Regions from separate parts of the Sus scrofa genome. Here region 1 is linked to region 2. The links are chromatin contacts, called in public Hi-C maps. All regions are on one chromosome and are shown on one strand. The core of a region is the stretch at or near the end of the contact, and the rest is flanking DNA. Distances in the headings are between cores, read along the strand shown.

Region 1 (3,576 bases), core at 359-2,858, 56 kb before region 2:
GGTAGGACATGGAAATGTGACCACCTGTGAGCCCCTCTGTATTGCGTACTAATTTTAGCTTTAAAGAGATTAACCATCTCCAATTTGAAATAAAAACATCTTATTTAATTTTTAAAATAATGTCAATTTGGGCCAGTCTTTGAAAACATTCAGTATATACCAGTATGGCACAAGCATTTCAGTTAAGTATAATGCAGTTAATAAACCATATTATTGTCCTCCAGAGTATACATGAAATTATTAAGTTAAAAGAGGTAGTTCTAAAGCAAGTAGATGCAGAACTTGACAGGTAAAAGGAGATGTACTTATCTAATGTCTGATCTCAAGAGGAAAAAAAATCTCTAAAATCAAGTATCTCATTCTATTTGTGCAAAAGTATACTTGACTATATATTAGACTTCTAAATGAATTCTAAAAGTTTTCATTAAAACACACTTTAAAGGCAGTGTTTAAGATGTGATCCCCTAATCAAGTTAAGGAGACAATAGTTGACAGTTATCTTTACTTCAGGTTTTGCTAAACTTTATAAAAATCTGTTTTTTACTGTTGTAATTCACACAGCTTTGAGTATTTGTAGCATATTTTCCAGACTTCTTACTAAAAACAGTATTTTTACCTCATTCATTAATTATGCTATTTACATTATGATTGCTATGTATATATGTGGAATATAGTGAAAGGCAGTATTAAAGATGTAACTTTTATTCAATATTAATTTATTTCTTTGGTTTAAATAACAAAGCATTTTAAAATAAAAAATCAATTTTCCGGCTTTTCTCAGCTGTTCATACTTTAAACCTATGCAATCATATATATTAACTTTTCAGAACAGAAACATATTAACATTAAATACATGCAATTTAAGTAACAAGGACTTTATTGTACCTTCCCTCTTTTCTATTTTGTAAACACATTCAGTTTTCAAAATTTGAGGGAATAGTTCACTCCATTAGGGAAAAGGGCTATCTAATGATTCAAAATTGGATCCTGAAAAAGCAACATGTCTTTATATTTTTCAGATGTCTGTCAGTTTCTTCCTTGGCCCTTCTCTTTACTGAATCAGTAAATTGTATAGCATAACAACCATATCTTTCCGATAAGTGATTTATTGTATTTAAACTTATTTTACTTAAAAAAATGAGCTTAAAAAACTCATTGGCATATATTAACGCTGTATTTCAAAACTTTCTTCTGTTTATTGTAGTATATTTTGTGGTTTTATTTCCCAACTCTGCATGCGGTATATTTTGTGTCTATGAAATCTCAGAAAGTGACAAAAATGGGGAAATATCTGTGCGGCGACACTTGTGCTTCATAACAACAAAAAAAATAGTTATTAAACAGAGAACCCTGGCTTCAGGGGCATGATTCAAAGTAAGATGGAAGAATTTCATATGCAATTAAGGGCCACAGAGTGGACTGTAAAGAGACTATTAATAAAGTTCTACTTTTTTTTTTTTACCCAAAGCACATCCTCTGAGAAAACACACAAATTAATACCTAAAACTTACAAAAATGCACATATTCATTTCATGAATACAGTGATTGCCTGGACACAATGAAGATTTAATCACCGGTGCGCAGTCTGTGTGCTGAATGTGGAAGGGTAGGTGATTAAGATCCCCGTCCTCAGCACCGTACCTTAATCTCACGGGCGCGTGGACTGCCCTGCACTCAGTAAAGCCTGACTATTCACCGAGATCTGTCATCTTTAGGAAATCAAACCAGATTACACAGGCGATTCACAAAACCAGGAGCTACAACAGAGTCTGTGCACCTTACAAAAGGCGGATTACGCAGTTCACATGTTATTTTGATAGGTCAGAGATAAAAGCTGATTGTTGGGGAATGGCAAGACACTCCAATTTCAAATGATTGCTAGATAAGTATACCACGACCCTGTTGCTTCTTCCTTATGAAGAGCCATTCAAACAGTAGAAAACTCAGTTTTCAGATGATAGGCTTTCAATAGTGAAATAAGAGAAAACATGTCCTCTTTTATATACGTAGCTTACATTTTAAGTTCCATCACTTCTTTCTGAACAGATACCAAGTTCTGGATGTTTATGTGAAGCAGTTATTATTATAAGGCTTAATTTGCAGTAGACATTTTCAAAGGCATTGTAGAGAGCATAAAACAGAATTTGCCAGAAATAAAACATACACTCATGGTATTGAGTAACAGAGCAGAAAATGCATGGTAGTTAATAGCCATTATGTTCTTCTGTTACCAAATATATTTTTCATAAAAATGTGGAATTACATAGCTAATGAATCTGTATATTTGAAATATATTTTGATAGGTGTTTATTGGTCAAATTATATGTATTTTGTGAATGTTTTATAAGGGTCATTTTTGGCCACAAAATGTGATGTTTTCAGAGTTTATTTCAGAGAAAAAGTTTAGTTGACATAATAACATTTTGAAAACCCCTACTTCTTACACATCCAACTCTACAGTAATTTCTTGCTTCTTTAAAAATTGGAGCCTTTTTTTACCCAACTGATGCCTCCTAGTGTTTCACACAATAAAACACTAATGAGTCACTCATAAATGTAAACATTGCATTTTCATTGCCTACATCTTCTGTGATACATAAAATTAATATTTATGTGTTTAATTTTCTGTGCATTATTACAGTGAGATAGGAGATTCCAATGAATGAGATGTTTCATCTGAGTGGGTTTGTGGCATACACTTGCAGGTTTTCTTTGACCATAACACTGTCTTACTAAGTTCTAATAAGTTTATTACCTTCAGCTCCAGCTTATATGCTCACTGTTTATGTTCACTCTAATTCCGAGTGAAAAACATAGACTAGGTATCAGAGCTTCCATTTTGTAGGCCTGGAAATTATACAGCTGAGTTCATCCACAAATGCCTGATGAACAAATTGCAAGGGGACTAAACCATTTCGTTTTAGATGATGAAATATCTTAAAAGATACAAAATTTTGCCTACTCTGTGTCTTTATATTTGCAAATTTCCGTGTAAAGGTAGAGTAAAAAAGAGAGTTTAAGAAAATAACAGGTAAGGATAAATGCATAGATTCCCACAAAATTGGAATCTATCGCCTTGTTAAAAATAGCAATGAAAAAAAAACTTGCTTTGGGAGCATAGTATTCAATATAGTAGAAGGAAAACTTAGAAGACAGCTTCTCCTGACCAGAAAATTGTCTAATGAGGTAGAAGTTAGTGGTTACCAACTTTGGTGTGAGTTTTCTGTCATTAAGATGGTGAGCGTAGGCTTTCCATATTCTTGTACTTCTGTGATTTCAGACAACTTTCTGATTCTATTTACAAAAGATGGCTACTTCAGTTTCTGAATATTTTTTTTAAAGTATTTATGAAAGGGAGGAGGCATTCCCTTAATGGGTCTTAGGTTCAAAGGATGTACTCGGAAGCCTGTAACATTTATGGGCCTCCTTCTGAGTTGTCATACCACACACAAGGGCACAAAAACAGCCACAGATTTCTTTCACTAACACAAGTATTCTGAGCGTCCAAACGTAGACCCTAGGCTTTGACTAAATGTGGTTCATTTCTGTTACCTCTGTATGCGTCATTTAGTTGAT
Region 2 (3,758 bases), core at 482-2,981:
GCTAATTTTTTCCTATGTGTTTGTCAAATGTGTTATGTATATAACTGTAAAGCTTTGAACTACTTCCAACGTTTAAAATTACCGCTGGAGTAATAGTTTTTGATGAGTACTCTGTGGTCATGATATTACTCAACATGTATATATATTCTGAGAGGCAGAACTAAGCTGCAGTTTAGTAGAAGGCATTGGGCAAAAGAGAATGGATGGTCTTAGCATTTAAGCAGGACTTAATCCACCAGAACTAATTATATCATAATAGCTTCTGCAATTAGATAATCACAGAAAACTTAAATGAAAAAAAAATTTACTCAAGGTGATAAAGAATTTAGAAATTAAATTAAGGAACTGAAAAGACAGCTGATGATCAGACCAAGTGTGTAACAGTTCCAATTCTCATTCCAATAACTTTGAATTGAAGCCAAATAATCTATTAAGTAGCCAGGACATTGGCTTAGCATTACATAATACATGTGGGAATTTATCAGGTCAGTTGTCAGACACCAACTAAAATAAACAGGAGAATTCTGAGCAGTGTGTAAGTAATTTCATTCTTTGACATAGAATAATTCCTTCTTGTTAACTTCCACATTTACATTTCACAGCAATTTGCTTTATGTTCAAATATTTTCAGATATTATTTAAAACAAAGTAAAATATGTGCTTTTAATACTCTGGGTTCTCTAGGTTTATTTTATATTATTGATGATCACTTCTTTCATTTTAATTCATGACCTAAAGATACCCAGAATATACCGAGTTTCTATAATTCGTATTTTATTCCCCAAAGAGGTATGATATGTCTTGTTAAAATACTTAAATTTAGAGGAATGATGGCTTATAAAAATTATAGTTATATATGGAATAATATTCTAACTTTTGCACCATTTCTTTCCTTTCTATGAATGATTGCCTTTTTTGATTCTTGTATTCAAGCTATAGCTTAAGGGCTTTCAAAAGGAAAAGGAGATCTCACTGCTGATAGCTGCTTGTTATGTAAGATTAAATATCCCACATTATTTTTACAGTGCTCTCATAGCAGTGACTTTTTAAAAATAAGATTAAAGGATTTAGATTTAAATTAGTTGACATTTACATATATCAAATACCACTTTCATAATAGTCCATCCTATTTGCATAACGAGGGACGTTATCACCTCTGCTGTCAAAACACGAGATTGTTTTCCCTTCAGAAATGAATTAGCTGCCCTACTTAGCATACACAGGTACATAAAGGTTCATTAACTCTCTGATTTAGGTAATTTTTCATAACAGAAGGGTGAAAATAGTCACCTAATTTCATTAAAAAAATATTAAGAAACTCTTTGCAAAAGATGCATTTCAAGTGTAGGGCTTTAAAGCACAGTTTTTGTCATTTAAATGACTTGTTAAATTACTTATGAGCTTATTTTAGTTATAAAAACAAACCATTCCTACTTGATATGCTCCTGCATGTGATATACCATGTACTTTTATAGTTGCTTATTTTCATTCATTTGATTGGTTTACTGCCATAGAGTTTTATTTTTTTAAAATAAGAATATGATCTTTCTTACGAAACTGGCTTGCTATTAAAATGGTGTTTAATTTTTATTTTTTGTTCAGCAGGAACGAATGCAGGAATTTGGGAACTGAGCAGTGCAAGTGCTGAAGAAGGAAATTTGTTTGGAGGAAACAGGAAAGAGAAAGAAAAGGAAGGAAAAAATACATAATTTCAGGGACGAGAGAGAGAAGAAAAACGGGGACTATGGGGAGAAAAAAGATTCAGATTACGAGGATTATGGATGAACGTAACAGACAGGTGAGTGGGTAAACTTTTTGGGGGGTTATTATTTACATGGACTGTTTCTTACATTTCCCCTCGGATATATTAAGGGTACTGAAAACATTCTGAGCTTATAAACATCCACTGAGAGCAGTTTTAGTGAATTAAAAGTGGTCAGTTCAAGTGCTAATAGTTTCTTATATGTAAAGGAAAAAAAATCACCCTATCTATAAGAATATGTGTATTTTACACATTCGTGATTATTCACTTTTTCCTTCAACATGAATTTTAAATGTGAGTTGCATTTGTGTAACATAAATACCTTAGTAATTAAGAGTTAATAAGCATAACATTGCTATTGCTATGCACGCATCATCAAACAAAGATATTATTATATTCCTGGGAACAAGGCCTTTGTGGTCATCTACTTAAAGGTTTGTAATATAGGCTAAATATCCTTATAAAAATGACTTTCAAGAGTTCCCTTGTGACACAGCAGGCTCAAGGATCCAGCATTGTCATTACTGAGGCTTGGGTCACTGCTACGGCCTGGGTTTGATCCCTGGCCTAGAAATTAGTTAATTCATACCATTTTCTTTAAACCCTGAATTTTATAAATCTAGAGGCACATGATGTAATTTTTTTTCTAGAACTCCAGTGATACTTGTATGATACAGTTAATCTATTCTAAAGACTTCATGTATCCGAGTGCTCTACTCAACAAAGACTTAATACATTATGAATGTCTGTGATTTGACTATTTTTCTTCACACTTGGGGAGAATGGATTTGGTTAGGTGATGTAAGTCTAGTTGGGTGGTTTGTATGCATCCAAATGTTAAATATCAAATAACAGTTCCTGAGAGAGATACTACAGTACTGCCAGATCCCAACCATTGTACATGAATAATGGAACCTATAGAACAGGCATTCCTTGACCATGGAAGAGGAGAGTGTTTTGTCTCTTGTCCACTTACTAGGGAAAGCTAAGAGGACAGCCTTGGAGATGCCCCACCATCCATGATTTCTTCCAAAGACACTCTTTTTATCCTACTGTGCCTATCTTCTGGGATCTGCAAGTGAGACTAGAGCTGATTCATGCTTTAAAAGTTTTTATTGCTATATGTCAATTATGATAAATAGAAGTTGTTATTTATGCCATCAAAGCCAGTATGCCATTAAGAGGTAAACTTTTTTAGGTTTATGCTCCTTTAAAACACTATATTTAAGGTACATATGATTTAAACTACTTTGGGCTGAAAATTGAGCTTAGAGGATGCATAATGCTTAGATTTATGATGAATTCCTGCAGTGTTTTCCTATACATTGCTTACTGCTATAGGTCAAGCCAAAAAGCAATAATTCTGTCAATATAAAGCCACAGTATTTTTAAATTGATTTATAGTTTGAAACTGAAATTAGGACTGAAATATTGAACATCATATACCACTATCTAGACCCTGTTGTTTGGACTAGCATCTATTTGAGGTGCAGTCAAAAATAATATGAATTAGCATCATCACTTCATTAATAATGCCAGGTAATATTTAGGTTCATGAAATTTATTGTATCTTCCTTTTGCTTACAAAGACAAAAGTTTTTGCAGGTTAAATTCCCTTTCATTTCGCTTTGTAAAAGAGTATAAAATGCACATGGGCATACAAGGATTTTAACATCATACATTTGAGCTAATAATGGAACATTTTTTCTTGATTTCAGTGTAGTTGCATCTCCAATTGCTGTTACTCTCACCCATGTTAGAAGTCAAAAATAACTTTAGGATCGGGACTGTGTAGTCTTTCCTTCAGTCTTTAGGGTCAGTTGGCCCTTTAATTCAGTACTCTTAAATGGCATTAGTAAAATTCAAAACTTCCGCATTGTAATATGTATTTCAGTGGTTATTTTAAATGGCTATTAACAATCTTAAACTGCCATCTTACTGGTAAATATTTATCGTGCATGCCTCTCATCTACTGCAAGAGTGATCACAAGAGCCA

What was found. Hi-C and Micro-C count contacts between places; a contact is called where the count stands out from the background.
Region 1: a Hi-C map of retroperitoneal adipose tissue shows a contact between it and region 2, with 2.3 times the contacts expected there. The contact joins the enhancer-like site here to the promoter of MEF2C in region 2. A contact is called at or near these places in 10 of 47 Hi-C or Micro-C datasets (alveolar macrophages, embryonic fibroblasts, epiblast stem cells and 6 more) and 1 of 2 datasets of contacts at active chromatin or transcription factors (skeletal muscle).

What each region holds. Positions count from the first base shown.
Region 1 is chr2:96,271,008-96,274,583 of Sscrofa11.1, reverse strand. It overlaps a transcript of MEF2C not described here. Among named protein-coding and RNA genes, the nearest start is that of MEF2C, 56 kb to the right of the region's middle. Within about 2 kb of position 1,608, at least 14 of the 83 cell types and tissues checked have an H3K27ac peak or open chromatin away from gene starts, as enhancers often do. A contact at or near this core is called in retroperitoneal adipose tissue, where this site is marked.
Region 2 is chr2:96,215,036-96,218,793 of Sscrofa11.1, reverse strand. It overlaps MEF2C (myocyte enhancer factor 2C), which reads left to right and starts at 1,731. Exons shown (of 9, transcript NM_001044540.1): 1 at 1,731-1,798. The coding sequence starts at 1,745.